4 separate regions of the Mus musculus genome follow, and all the other regions are linked to region 1. Evidence: chromatin contacts called from public HiCAR-type and promoter capture Hi-C data. All regions are on one chromosome and are shown on one strand. The core of a region is the stretch at or near the end of the contact, and the rest is flanking DNA. Distances in the headings are between cores, read along the strand shown.

What was found. Promoter capture Hi-C pulls out the DNA fragments that hold promoters and counts their contacts. HiCAR-type assays count read pairs that join an accessible place to other places.
Region 2: a contact with region 1 is called in a HiCAR-type map of astrocytes, with 2.7 times the contacts expected there. The contact joins the promoter of Cacnb4 here to the promoter of Rprm in region 1. A contact is called at or near these places in 2 of 39 promoter capture datasets (embryonic stem cells and hippocampal neurons) and 2 of 115 datasets of contacts at active chromatin or transcription factors (astrocytes and embryonic forebrain).
Region 3: a promoter capture Hi-C map of hippocampal neurons shows a contact between it and region 1, with 4 times the contacts expected there. The contact joins the enhancer-like site here to the promoter of Rprm in region 1. A contact is called at or near these places in 3 of 39 promoter capture datasets (cranial neural crest, hippocampal neurons and stem cell-derived epiblast-like cells) and 1 of 115 datasets of contacts at active chromatin or transcription factors (astrocytes).
Region 4: a HiCAR-type map of astrocytes shows a contact between it and region 1, with 4 times the contacts expected there. The contact joins the enhancer-like site here to the promoter of Rprm in region 1. A contact is called at or near these places in 7 of 39 promoter capture datasets (the C10 cell line, cranial neural crest, hippocampal neurons and 3 more), 1 of 15 datasets of contacts at CTCF or cohesin (embryonic stem cells) and 1 of 115 datasets of contacts at active chromatin or transcription factors (astrocytes).

What each region holds. Positions count from the first base shown.
Region 1 is chr2:54,084,030-54,087,588 of GRCm38.p6, forward strand. It overlaps Rprm (reprimo, TP53 dependent G2 arrest mediator candidate), which reads right to left and starts at 1,523. Exons shown (of 1, transcript NM_023396.5): 1 at 64-1,523. The coding sequence starts at 1,275. The coding sequence ends at 946.
Region 2 is chr2:52,674,981-52,678,539 of GRCm38.p6, forward strand. It overlaps Cacnb4 (calcium channel, voltage-dependent, beta 4 subunit), which reads right to left and starts at 1,629. Exons shown (of 14, transcript NM_001037099.2): 1 at 1,291-1,629; 2 at 748-831. The coding sequence starts at 1,350. Gm46740 (a long non-coding RNA gene) reads left to right here and starts at 1,801. Exons shown (of 2, transcript XR_001783304.2): 1 at 1,801-2,314; 2 at 3,270-3,559.
Region 3 is chr2:52,815,897-52,819,455 of GRCm38.p6, forward strand. No RefSeq gene overlaps it. Among named protein-coding and RNA genes, the nearest start is that of Fmnl2, 40 kb to the right of the region's middle. Within about 2 kb of position 1,650, at least 2 of the 459 cell types and tissues checked have an H3K27ac peak or open chromatin away from gene starts, as enhancers often do. A contact at or near this core is called in hippocampal neurons, where this site is marked.
Region 4 is chr2:53,077,301-53,080,859 of GRCm38.p6, forward strand. The region is part of intron 9 of Fmnl2 (formin-like 2); the gene reads left to right. Among named protein-coding and RNA genes, the nearest start is that of Gm52511, 70 kb to the left of the region's middle. Within about 2 kb of position 2,026, at least 11 of the 459 cell types and tissues checked have an H3K27ac peak or open chromatin away from gene starts, as enhancers often do. A contact at or near this core is called in astrocytes, where this site is marked.

The DNA.
Region 1 (3,559 bases), core at 273-2,772:
GGGACCCAGAAGCTGCGCAGCCGACCTTCCCCTCCTCCAGGAGAACAGAATGACTACCAGGAAGCCAGAAACAAAACACTTAAATGTTGCATTTATTAAGGAAATGTTAAATAAGAAAAAGAGTCAAACGGTGTCACGGATATCAAGAGCACTTTTGTGGCGTAAACCGTGCAGACAGGAGCTAAGAATTCTACTCTGGATCTTTGTCCCGGGCGTAGCTGGAGCGCTAGCCTCCCATAAAGACCCAGCTGGAAATGCACTAAAAGAAAGCACTTACCCCATTCACAGTCTCAGACTCCCCTCCCCCCACCCGTTCTCCCAGAATGACAAAAAACTCTAACCCGCAGGCAGGCAAACAGGCCACTAGGACACAAAAGACTTATCAAATATTTGTATTCAAGCAAACTAACACAAATCCCCTAAAACCACAGGTTACTATCGATCAAAGTTTCACTCTCTTAGTAGGTCGCAAAACCCACACGCATCTATGTTCCTTCCCAATTAGGTCTGCAGCGTGGCGAATAAACAGTCACTTTTTCCGGTCACTGGGCCTCTGAATACACACCCATCCACACCCCGCCTTGCTCGGCCTCTCAAGCTGTCCCCAGTGCTGAGCCCACCTGCAGGTGGAAAGGGGCCTTCGCCGCCTGGTTCATCTCCCAGTATCCCACGCCAGCAGCCACTCCCAAAGTTCTGCGCCCTGCTTTTGCCACCTGCTGCTGTATCCCGAAGTCTGGGCGCTCCTCCTGTACAGTCTTGCTTGGGGCCTTTCGAAGAGCTATCAGAAATCGGTCACTTTTTCCCCAAAGGCAGAAGTCAAGAGAAAAAAACTGACTCCGACAGGTTTGCGTTGCTCGGTCCGTGATGGTGAGGGGTGCATCGCGGCTGGCGGAGTACTGGAGGTGCCAGAAGGGAGGCACCCGCCGAGGGGGACCCGAGGGCCACTCAGTAGGGTCCCACGACCACTGCCTCCACCTCTTTAGACGGCCTCCGGTCCTTCACTAGGAAGTTGATCATGCCTTCGGACTTGATGAGCAGGTTGCAGCCAAGGAAGAAGATGCCAAAAACCACAGTGAGCGAGAGCACACACATGACTGCGATCTGCACCACACGCATGATGTACAGGCTGCGCTCGTCGGGGCCTCCCTCGGCGAAGCCATCGTCGGTCACCACCGACGCCTGGGTGCAGCAGCGCACCGCGCGCTCCAGCGCCTCGCTACTGTTGACCAGGAACAGGCCAGCCACGTCGGTCTGGTTGCCCAGCACTGAATTCATCACGAGAGCAAGCGGGAGCCGGGAAGGCGAGGATCGGAGGGGTGGGGACCAGAGTGGCTGTAGCGCGGGACGAACAGGTGCCCGGCGGAGCGCTGGCTTGATCACTTGTGCGCGCAGGGCTCCTCAGTCTCCCTTTCAAAGTCCCAGGTCCGTAAGTGTCTCAAGAACCTCTTCAGGGCGCGCCGCAAGCTGGCTCCTGTGCGCTGTGTTCTGCCCAGGCAGTGCTCGTTCCCGGCGCTCGCACGACTGGGAGCTCTTGGAACTTGGCGGGTTGGGCCGGAGGGGCCGTGGGAGGCGCGGGCCTTGGCGGTGGCCCGGCTCCTGCTCCAAGCGAACAGCGGCCCCTGCTGGTGATAGAGCCTTGCTGCGCCCGCTCGGCTTAGAGGGGCGGCTAAGATAGGAGCTAACCTAGCAGCAGGCTTTGTGCCTTCTGCATTTCCAAGGGCTAGGCAGGGTTCACTATGCACTCCTGATCTGAAGAGCAAGTAAAGAACTTGGAGAGAAAGGCTGAAAGTTGCAGAGGACCCGGATCACACCCTCTCTTAAGTGTGTCCTTCGAAGCCACCCTATCACCTCTGAGCAGATGTAAGGTGGACAGGTACCAGATGGCGCTGGTCAAGGTACTGGCCTGCTGCCTGTGTTTGGCTGCTGCCTGTTCTTGTAAGCTTTCTGGTGGAGTATTGGAAGACAAGGCAGGTGGGAAGACTGGGAATTTCTTCTCTCCCCACCCCCACCCCCGTTTTTTTTTTTTTTTAAGTAGGGGGTGTTGCTGATGTTATTGTTGTTTTAAGGAAGGGAGAATGGAGGAAAACCTTAGAAATCATAAAAGAGCTACGTCCGCACCCTACTTGGAAAGCTCTTACGTGTGTAGTAAAGCGGGGTTTGTAGTGAGCTGTGAGGCCCAGGCAAGGCGCAGGTCTAAGGAGGTGCTTGCTCTCTTTGTGGTTTGTGTGTGGAGGTGGTTACCAAGAACAGGGTCACCTCTCTGTTAAGGGAGGTGGGCAGAGTGACCAACCACTTCATTGCCACTTTAATTGCGGAGGAGTTTTTGGATGAGCTTCCAGTGTTTTCTGTCCTTGGCAGAAAATCAGTGGTTTAAGGGAATTGCTCATCTACATCCATCAGCTAGAATGTCGGCCAGCAGCTGGGCGCCTCCCTCCAGAAGCTGTTGCTCCCACCCACCCTGCCTTCCTCACCACAAGGCAATCTGCAGGCATTTCGGGGAGCTGCAGACACTCAGTCCATAGTGGCTGTTGGGTATAAGTGCTACCAGAGGAGCCTTACACACAGGCCACTTCTACTTTGTTTTAGACTCCAGAAGATACAGGATCCTCTCTTCTCCTTCCCTTTTCTCCTGTCCCTTGAATCGGTCAATCAAAGCCTTAGAATCCTGACTTTGGTGATGATAGGCATGCACAGAGCCTTCTAATTACACCATGCTTGCTTGTTAAATTCCCTCTGTAAGAATCACTCATTCCACATTCAGATCCTCTGAATGTACTGGCATTATTGGCATCCTTGTAACGTGCTGCCATCCCTCAAGCACAAAGGAGAGCCTTTTAGGCAAGTTTTTTTTTTTTTTTGAAGTTTCAGTTTCTTCTAGCTGTCTAGATTCTTTTATTACTGAGAATAGAGAGGTGTGAACAGCAAAGAACCAGGCTCCCAGGACTTAGCCATACTTTCCGTGGCTTAGTTGCTCTAGTTTACATATATATACATATGTATATATGTATATGTATATATGTATACATTTATATGTATAGTATATTGTATACAACATATAAAATCATATACTATATATAAATTCTATATATAATTCATATATATGTCAAATCTATTATTAATGGATCATAAAGCCAGACCTCATATTTGAGAAAATATCATCAGAAGAAGTTGGGGAGCACAGATTTTCTTTTCTTTCTTTCAGCTGTAACTGACACAAACCCCGGACATAGAAGGCAAAGCCTCTCCTCATAAGACAGCCCAGGTCCATGGTGTTGTTCCTTTGATTCCCCAGCCCTAGGATTTTGTTCAGTAAAATTGAGTAGTTAAATAGAAATGAACTACAAATCCAGTTAGCACAAAGCTTGCTCTGTCACTTCCTATTAGCACTAAAGAAGTCTGGGCTAACTAGAAATTTTCTTTCTTTCTATCAAACAAAACAAAACAGCCCCCTCCCCCCCAAAGAAGAAGAAAAACAACAATCCCTAGAGTCATGTTTTTGTTTCTTTTTCCTATTTTCGGTGTAGAGTTTCCCCGCAGAGTAAAGCCCATCCCTTTACCT
Region 2 (3,559 bases), core at 379-2,878, 1.4 Mb before region 1:
CATCCTGCGGCTCCGGAGGTTTTATTGGCAGCACTGGGTAGTGCAAAATCAGAGGGTCGATTTCCTTCCTCAAAGTGACAGACACCAGAGAACTGAGCATTGCTAGCGACCTGCGGTTCGAACTACTTGCCTCTGGCCACGAGGAAAACACGGGAAAGCCAGCGCGAGGTTCAGCCAGACCCTGGGAACTGCGCCCGCGCTGTCTTATTTAGGTCTCACTAGACCGCTGTCCCTGTCAGTCCGTGATTACGCGAAATCGATGAAGCAGTGCCAAGATGAGACTAAACTTTTCTAAGTGTCTTTCTTTTGGCCAGAACTCAGAGAACTCGCTCAAAAATGTGCAAAGTATTCAAAAATAGGACAAAGATTGGAGAAACCCTCAAACTCTCACAGCGCATCAAATCAGGTCTCTCAAGGTCCCTCTGTGCAACGAAGGTGGGCCAGGAATACTTTCTAGCTCTTAAATTCAGTGTCCCCGGCCAATGTCCCTTTTCCTCTCCAACGCAAGTACACAAAATACAAACTAACTTCTCGGAGCGACAGAGAGATGTAGGGATGCCAACACTAGGTAGCCAGGGTACCAGCAGAGGGATGGAGTTGGAAGCAGAGGTAGGGGCGGCTGGACCCCAGGACAGGGCAGCATGAAGCAGAGGGACAAGGACCGAGCCCCGAGCGGCGCAGACCGGACTCGCGCTCGGGGGCGAGGGACCGCGCTGGGTGCGGGCTCCGGGCGCCCGAACCTCCTACCTGTCTGAGGATGAAGCTGGTAGAAGTGGTGCTGCCATCCGATCTTTTCAACCTGCTCCTCCGGGTCGTGGTGCCTCGGGCCACCTGAACTCGACACACCGGGGCCACAAAGAAGCCAGTGAGGACCGCAGCGCTGAGCCGAGCGGTCACCCGGGGCTGGAGTCCTCCTTGGGAACCGCGCCCTGGGGACCCCCCCCCCTCTCGCCCCGAGCCCCGAACCCTAGTCTCCCCGGCGCCTCCCAGCGCCCCCACCCCCATCCCTCACCCCGAGCTGGGTGGTCCCGAGCACCCACCACATCCATTAACAAAACGTCGCGTGTGCGGGGTCTGAATCCCCGGCATCGGCGACAGGAGGCTGCGGACACTGAAGCCGGAGCGCTGAGCCCCGGAGCAGGGCTAGGAGGAGGGGAGGAGGAGGGGGAGGAGCGGGCAGGCGGGCGGGCGGGAGGCGCGGAGGAGGGAGCGGCGGCTCAGGACCAGCGCCCCGCACTCGCGGCACCAAGGCGGGGCGCGGGGCGGCGCGGGTGGAGGAGGGGGCGGTACCTGTGAGCTGGGGGAGTGCGGCCCGTCCGCCGCCCCGTTCTTGCCGTACGAGGACGACATGGTTCAGAGGCGCCGCATGGCCCTCGCAGCGCGGTGGGCGGAGGGCGCGGGCCGGTGCGGGTGGAGGGGGAGGCAGGACTTCCCTACCCGGCTCCTGGCCCCGCGCCGGCTCGCGGGCCGCCTGCCCGCACTTCGCCGAGCGCCGCACCTTAAAGGGGCCGAAGCGCTTCCCTCCCCCCCCCCGCGCCCTCCTGGAGGTCCAGGAGAGGGGGCTTCTCGGTTGTCGCCTTCCCGAGCCTCGGGGAGAAGTGCTCTCCCACCCCGCGAGCGCTTTACAGCGCAGCTTTCCAGAGGATGGAGGGAGGGGAAAATCTGAGCTGGGGGTGGGAGGATTAAAATAGTCTGCACAGTTTAAAATGAGACAAAGGTGGCACGGTTCATGAATCAGGACTTAGGGAGGGAAGCTGGTGCAGTGTTGCAGGGAGTGGGCAGAGCGGAACGTGCGTGCGTGTGTGTGTGTGTGTGTGTGTGTGTGTGTGTGTGTGTGTGTGTGTGTGTGTGTGTGTCCCAGAACTCCAATTTGAAAAGGACAGGACTGACTCCTCCTTCCTTGACTTTCCTCATCATCCCACACAGGGATGGTAAGGCACAGGGTGTGTGTGTGTGTGTGTTTGCTTTTTATTAGTGGTTTTTTTGTTTTTGTTTGTTATTGTTATTGTTTGAGCAACTCTACTCTCAGAGATGCAAGTTATACACACCTAGGCAGGCGTGGGAGAGCCTGTCAGTCAGAGTCTGACTGGAGATGCAGCCCCACCACCGGAGACCAGCATGTCCTAAGGAGTTTTGAAGGTCACGTCAAACCTGCTAAAAAGCAGGAGTTGGCCACGTGCCTCCAATTCGGTATAGCTGTTTCCAGGAGAAGAAACTCAACCTAGCTTTTCCGGCTGCAAACACATGCTGTGTTTGAGATCAAGTTCAAAGCAAGAGGATCCTAGAAGGAAGAAATTTGAAGTAATCAAAAGAGGTGGGCAAATATGTGAATTCAAGAAAATAAATCCTAACTATAGTTACAGCCGCAGAGATGCATAGTAAAAATAGAAGTAGACATAAAGCCACTAAATCAGCCCCCCTCACCCTGCAATCTAGTGTTTCACTTATAAAAACAAGTGTCACGTTTATTTTCCCATCCATTACACACTTTCTTTACAGACCCACATCTTCACTTCATCTAAACTTGGGTCCTAAAACTAGTCTTGCCTCCAAGCTCCCTGTGCGCACAAACACACACACACACACACACACACACACGCACACGCACACATGCACACACGCGCACACGAACACACACACACACACACACACACACACACACACACACACACACACCAAGCACAGTCCATCTACACTCAGGCAAAGCCATTTCTCCAAAACCACTTTCCTCAATTTACTGTTTTCTGAGGTAAAGCCCAAAGTCTGTGATCTGCAAACTAGGCTTCCTGCTTGCTTTGGACATACCCACACTCCAAAACTCCTCCCTCCAAATTGATTTCTCTTTGCAAAGCCAGAGAGCAGGCAGGCCCATTTACTGCTCGTCCCTGACTTGCACTCCACTTCAGCATCAGAGCTCTGAAGTATGTCCTTGGCATCTGCCCTCCACACTATCTAGACACCACCCAGAGTTCTGCAACCCTGCTCAGCTCACTCTTCCTCCACAGAAATCCTCCCTGACCCTTGTGGTCCTGGATTGTCCTGTGCCTGAAAAACTGGAGCATTTATTCTCTAGATATTTGGCACAGGATATCTTAGTATATATTAAGTCTTGCTTTTGTGAAAATCCAGTTTCCAAAATAGCTCGGTATCTGTGTAGTTTATGTGTAGTGGAAGCCCCTAGGAAGTTAATGGGTAAGGAGCCATCTCTAATGTAGACACCCCTCTCCACCAGCACCCCCATTAGTTGCTGTCATCTCATTCTGTTCTAGGAACCTTTTTCTTAGTTGACACTTCATCAATACACACAGACTAAATGGTTGCGGAGGCTCTGGCTTCTCATCGCCCAGTTTCACTGACTGAATAATCAGAACAGAATCCACACCAGGAAGACAGCATGAATGGCTCTGCGCATCTGCCTCTCGACAAGAGCTGTGCGGATTACGAATACACCTCCAGCGATGGGCCTAACAGGCACACCATGAGGCGAAAGATGTCTGAGAAAATCTACAGAACTCCAGCGAGAAAAGTGTGAGTCTGTGGCATTCCAGCCAAGCTCCCG
Region 3 (3,559 bases), core at 400-2,899, 1.3 Mb before region 1:
TCATCTCTGGTTATCTGATATCTGGTTATCTGATATCTTGACATGCATCAATACTTGTTGGATCTGTGCTAGGCATAAGAAATTAAGTTAAACGTAAGACACTGTTGTGCCTTTAAAAACTTACAGGCTGAGACTTCAGGCTATTTGTTGTTGGGCACATGTTGCTGTCAGGGTTTTGGAGGTGCAAGGTGATAAAGTGTTAAGAAGATGAATAGAAAAATCTAGTATTCAAGAGCTTGGCTAGTTGGTGAGGCTCCATTTCTCAGTGATCTATGGCACTGTTAGAGAATGCAGTGACTTAAAGTGTATGTCTAAGTATGGGAGCATGGAGAAAGGGCTGGCAAAATGGCTCAGCTGCTGGAAAGGCTGGTTTCTCTTTCAGAGGACTTGGTTTCAATTTCTAGCACCCACATGGCCACTCACAATTATCTGTAACTCCAGTTCCAGGGTATTTGATGCTTTCTTCTGGACTCCACTGGTATCAGGCACACCGATAGCACACCTGTGAAACTCAAATCTATAAATATATGGAAGAAGAAACTCACCCATTCATAGACAAAGAACTACAAGCAACTAAGTGATGTTGAGAAAGGTAGAAATAGTCTTCCCCCACGTAATAGCCCCCTTGTGGATTATCTAGTACTAAAAATAGTCGGCCCTGAAATCATGTACGTGCAACACTGAATGGACTCATCAGTTTATATCTATATATTTATGCACATGTGCAATATATACATAATATATAACTGTATAGAACAATGTAATATATAACATTTTTTCAATGATGTTGAGAGTGTGGAATGTTGCAAATTCAGAGCCAAGTTATCCTGGAGGCCATCTTTAACCCCAAGATGATTTTGGACCGTTTACTGGCCTCCTCTGTACCTGATCTCTCATCTTTGTGACCCTTAATAAATTGTATGGAATGTGTATCTGGCATCAAGAAAAATGGTGAGAATTTGTATGCACACGAATTCATTTTTCTTGATGCCAGACACACATTAAAATGCTAGTCTACCATCATATTTATGCTCTAGGGAAGTCATGTATGCTCATTATGCCATGCATTTAAGGATAAACTTCAACTGACTTGACAAGAAAATATATAGAGAAGTGGTGGGGAAGTTGAGAGAGAGAACAGAGTACAGAGTACGGACTATTAATCCATAGACACATCTACTGTTTGAAAGTGATGGGCACCGCAGAGGTGCATGTGTTTGAACACTTGATCCTTAGCTGATGGAACAATTCTGTGGGTGTGCGATCAAGGAAAGATTGTACAAAGCAGAGATGTTTTGTTGTTTGGGTTTTTTTATTTTCAGTCTGTACTTTGCTCTGAGTGACTTCATTTTACAAGCAGCTTTTGATTCCCTTTTGAGGGTGATACCTCCCATCTGTTCAATACCACCCATAGAGCACAATTGATAAAGGACTCATTTGTGTGAATAGAAAAGGTGACAGTTGATACATTCCTTAAGGTAAATTGAGACTAGAAGGTTACATGGGCATATTAAAATCAGAGAAACCTGGCTCCAAAACTGAACAGGCATGCCAGACCAAGGAGAAGGAATAGCCCCTTCATCTGTGCCCCATAAAGCAGTGGGCACCTAGCACTGCAATGACTATAGTTCCACGCCCACCTGTCATCTGGTGCCTGGTATGTGTATCTAGGAAGAATAGGCAGAGAACTCCTGACTCCCCTAGGGCTGCAGCTTAGATTAGTACACTGCTTTGGCTGGCTGTACTGTCCTTTGCCTGCCTGCTCACTTTACCCATGAACCTCTACCTGCCCTTCCTGTTCCAATCTCTTTTTTTCCCTTTCATCTCACAGCTGGACTTTGTATCTCACTCTGACTCTCCCACTGACTTCCACAGCAATAGCATCTTCTCTTCCCTGGCTTAGGTTCCAACACAACTCTACACGCATTTCTACCAGCCTACTTCAGATTGGTCAACTATAGATTGCTATACAGTTATTATTTATACCTGCTTACAATAAGGCAACATTCAAATTTTAAGGAACAAATTCACTCAGAACAATTATTTGGTATATAAATGATAAAGATGAAAGCCAATTTATGTACAAAAATATGATGTAGTAAAGGATATGGGCAATGTGAACTTTTACACATCACTGTTGGAAATGAAATAAGCTAGTCTCAGTCACTGAGAAAATGAGTATAGAGCTTCCTCAAAAAACTAAAAATAGCCGGGCAGTGGTGGTGCACGCCTTTAATCCCAGTACTTAGGAGGCAGAGGCAGGCGGATTTCTGAGTTCGAGGCCAGCCTGGTGGTCTACAGAGTGAGTTCCAGGACAGCCAGGGCTACACAGAGAAACCCTGTCTCAACACCCGCCCCCCCCCCAAAAAAAAAAAACAAAAAACAAACTAACTAAAAATAGGTCTACCATATGATCCAAATACCACTTCTGGATATTGTGGTGATTTGAATGAGACTGGATCCAAAAGCTTATATATTTGAATGTTGTGTCCCCCGTTAGTGGAAATGCTTGGGAAGGATTAGCAGGTGTGGCCTTGGAGGAAATTTGTCACTGGGAGTGGACTTTGAGACTTCCAAAGCCCATGCCATTCTCAGTTTGCCTCCTCTCTCTGCTTATTCTTGTGGATCAAGTGAAAGCTCTCAGCACCATGCCTACTTGCCTGCTGCTGTGTTCCCTGCCATGATGGTCAGAAACTCACCCTCTGAACCTATAAGCAAGCCCCCAGTCAAACACTTTCTTTTATAAGTTGTCTTGGTCATGTGTTTTATCACAATAATAGAAAAGTAGCTTAGATAGGTCTAAAAGTCAGTATATCGCAGAGATACTTGCCTATCAATGTATACTGTAGCATTATTCACATTAGCTAAACTATAGAACCAACTTAGGTGTCCAAGAAGAGAGAAATGAATAAAGAAAAGGTGGCAAATCACAAAGCAATTCCTCTAAAATCAGCCCTGAGACGACAAGCATGTACTTTCTCTCACCTTATTCAAGGTAGTACTTGAAGTCTTAGCTATAGCAATAAGACAAAAGAAATAAAAGGAATACAAATAGAGGTGGAGACAAATTATCCCTATTTTCACATGCTAAGAGCATAAGAGATCCTAAAGGCACCACTAGAAAAGGCTTGGAATTTATTAAATATTTTCAGAAACGTAGCAAAGGAGCAAAGCTAAACTTATAAAATAAATACTGTGAGCTGGAGAGGTGCTCCAGTTGGCAGAGTGCCTGCCACCCACGAGTATCTGAATTTGGAGCCCCAGCACTCATGGCAGCATACGCCAGCAGTTGCTGAAAAGCTATAGACAGTTGATGGCTTCTTGGGGGAGGAACAGTCAACAGCGAGTGCCTGTAATGCTAGAAATAAGAGGATCCCTAGAGATTACCCAGGTAAGCTTGTCAAATTGGCAAGCTTCAGTGATAGACCTTGTCTCAGAGTAATAATAACAACAATAATAATAATAATAATAATAGTGTAGAGAGCCATAGATAAAGGCATTTGATATAAGCTTCTTTCAATACACATGTGCACACACGTAGGTACATACACATATCCCT
Region 4 (3,559 bases), core at 776-3,275, 1.0 Mb before region 1:
ATGCCCTCTTCTAGTGTATCTGGAGTGTATTCATATACATAAAGTAAATAAATAAATAAATAAATAAATAAATAAATAAATAAATAAATACATCTTTTTTAAAAAAAAAATCTGTTTCGTGCTACATTAGACTTATGTCAATACTGCAAAACTGTGATTTATTTTTATCAAAACTTTGAAATTGTTACTACCAACAATATTAGATATTATTTGATGTTAGTAACAACATAGTATAACATGAAAATTTTTCATAATTTTAGCAGAATAATTTTTATTTTATATACTCTCATATAATCTTTCAGTTTAAATTAACAAGAGTCCTACGGTTTCCAAAAGGAATAGTGATAGAAAAAAAAACATATGAATAATGGTGATATGTGGCTCGGCAGAACACGTGATTAGCATACACAGACCCTGGATTCAGTCACCACCAGGTCACTGCTCTGTTCTTTTTAAGTTGTTTTATTATTATTATTATTATTATTATTATTATTATTATTATTACTACTGTGAGTGTGTATGAGAGCCAGATCAGAAGAGTGAGGGTGAGGGTGGGTGGAGACTTCAAAGCAATGCTCACATCATGGTGGAGATGTGAAGGGTAGAGGACAGACTATGGGAGCTGATTCTTTTCTTCTATTTCAGCTTCCTGTTATTGACCTCAGTTACCAGGCTTGAGTTTCAAGCATTTTTACCAAACATCTTGCTTGTCCTCATTTTGTTTTCAAAAGAGTCTTACCTTCACATCTAAAGTTTTTGCTTAGGAATAGAGAATATACAAGTTAATGAAATTTGAAGGATATTAACACAATTTTATAGGATATTGCTGATCGCAGTTTTTCTCCACCTGTGGGTTGAGACGCTGTTGGCAATCTACTATCTCTAAAAATATTTATGATTCATAACTATAGCAAAACCATAAGTTATGCAGTAGCAGCAAACATAATTTTATGCTTGGGGTGGGGGGGGGGTCACCACAACACGAGGAACTGTATTAAAGTGTTGTAGCATTAGGAAGATCAAGAACTACCGGCTTGGGCTGGCGAGATGGCTCAACAGTTAAGAGCACTGACTGTTCTTCTAAAGGTCCTGAGTTCAAATCCCAGCAACCTCATGGTGGCTCACAACCACCTGTAATGAGATCTGATGCCCTCTTGTGGTGTGTCTGAAGACAGCAACAGTATACTTATTTATAATAATAAATAAATCTTTAAAGGAAAAAAAGCCATTGGCTTATTGTGATGAAGTAGGGTCTAAGGCCAGCATTACTGAGCAATCACTTGTGTATGATGGTGAGTTTCAGTGATACAATGTCTTATGGCTGCTTGTAACTTGTATCTATAGCAAGGGTGTGAATAGTTGAAGATTAGCTTGTTAATTGCCAACTATGGCACTCTGCAAATTCTTTGCTCTAAGTACAACTAAGTAAAAGAAATCAACACATCTGGTTTGGTGTTGAAGTGTTCCCTCATGAAAATTTATGCCCCTAAAACTAGGACCAGGGTGAGAATAAGGGGCCATCTGTTTCTCCTCATTGTTTCCTTTATCCATATGAAAAGACATGTAGCCATCTTCTTGAAGTTCTGTCTAAGTTGCATGGCTATATATATTTTTTTGAGCATTTAGTCTGTGAGATAGGAAAAAAAATACTTTTGGAATCAGGAATACTTTTGGTGTTCATATTAGTTCAGTGTCTTTTTTGTAAGAAACAGATTCTAACATACCGAAGAGAAGGTAGATGAAGGAGAACAGGAGACAAAGACAGGACAAGAAGCCTAAAGACCAGCCTTAGAGCTGGCCAGGCATTCCTGGTGTCGCTAGCCTTACACATGGACAGGCATTGCTGGTGTCACTAGCCTTACACATGGACAGGCATTGCTGGTGTGGCTAGCCTTAGACGTGGGCAGGCATTGCTGGTGTGGCTAGCCCACGAATAGCCTACACATTCATCCTTGAGAGGTGCTCTCTCAGCTGTTTGGTGTTCTTTTCTCCCAAACATCACTGACCTTGCCAAGAAACCCATGGGCTCATAAAGTCCTGCCAACTGTGAAGGGCCTTGACCAGCCCTCGCTGTAGATTCAGAAAGGTTCTAGTTCATCTCCTACAAGTTTTCAACCTAGACCCTCTTCCCTTTTTCCTTACCCTTCCTCCTTTCACCCCCCCCCCCCCCCTTTTATCTTGGGTATAGTTGAGAAATTGCTCTACTTTTAAAAGGTACTCCAAAATATACCAAAGAAAGTTTCCATTTGGTGTCATAGCAGAAGTATCCAAGAATAGAATACTACAATAGAGCAGCCTACTACAGTAACACCACTGATAAAACCGTGAGGGTTTTGAGCCATCAAGTCTCCCAGGATGCTTTAAGGTATCCCTGAAAACCCTCAGGATTCCAGATCAGTTACAACTGTCTCCAACTGCTTTTATACTGGTAACATCTGGTTTAGGGCAAAAGCTGTAGTTAGGTTAGTAAACACCCTAACGCCTCCCCACTTCTGAACTTCCAGTATAGACACACAAGCCCTCTAAAATGAGTCACTCAAGGCCACCAGCTCTCTTGTATAGAAGACTTTTGGCAGTAGCCCTTGTCCCCCCTCCACACTGCTAGAAATTTTCCTAAGAAGGCTGATTGTGGTTTAGCTACTGGGCATCTGAAAGCACTCGTACTATGCATTATTAACTTGATTTAAGAAAGCCTGTCAAGTGTTATTCACAGTGGTCCAAACTGGACAGGAAGAAGAACAGACATTTTGATGTGTTCCCAGAATCCCTCTGAGTTTAATTTCATTGACCTCATCAGTATTTGAGGGCATGGGGGCTATAAATGTAGCAGGAGCCATCCAAGTAACTCTGGAAGTACTAAATATTTTAAACATGGAAGGAGTAGTACTTTTGTATTCAGTACAAAGACTACTCTCAAGCCATGGGAGATGTAGTCCTAGAGTTTGTATGTGTTCCATTATGTCAGCCATGAACTGGATTATCTAATTTACCAGGACACCTCTGGCTGCTCTGTTCTCTTGGGTATGGGTAGCAAAGTCAAATGTGCTATTAGCACTGCTACATGGTTTTGTTTACGTGGTGGTTGTGAATGGATAGCATACCACCCTAGCAGTAGGTTTACGAAGCTCTCTGGTTCTATGGGGTCAGTGTTCATACTGAGATGTCTGAGACTGTCTCCACTTCTGTTGTCTCTAGGGTCTCTCAGTGGAGATATAGCTGACAGGGCATCTAGTGTCTAGAGCTCCCTAGAGAACTGTTTGTGTTGAGTCCATACTGAAAATCCAGAGAAGCTGGAGTGTAATGTCTGGATGGCAGCAGCGGCTATACTATGAATATATTCATACTTAGCAAGAATGGTGCTAGTAGTTCACTTCTTTTTCATGTTAGCCTATTGGATGGTACAACCCATATTCAGGGTGGGGCTCCCCCCCCCCCCCCCCACTTAGTCCCCTTTGGAAACACTTCCACTGATAACACATCCAGTATTTGAGCTTCACTAGACCTCTCTCCGTGCAGGCATGTTGTCACTCAGTCCCAAGCATCACGTTTGCCTTAGGAG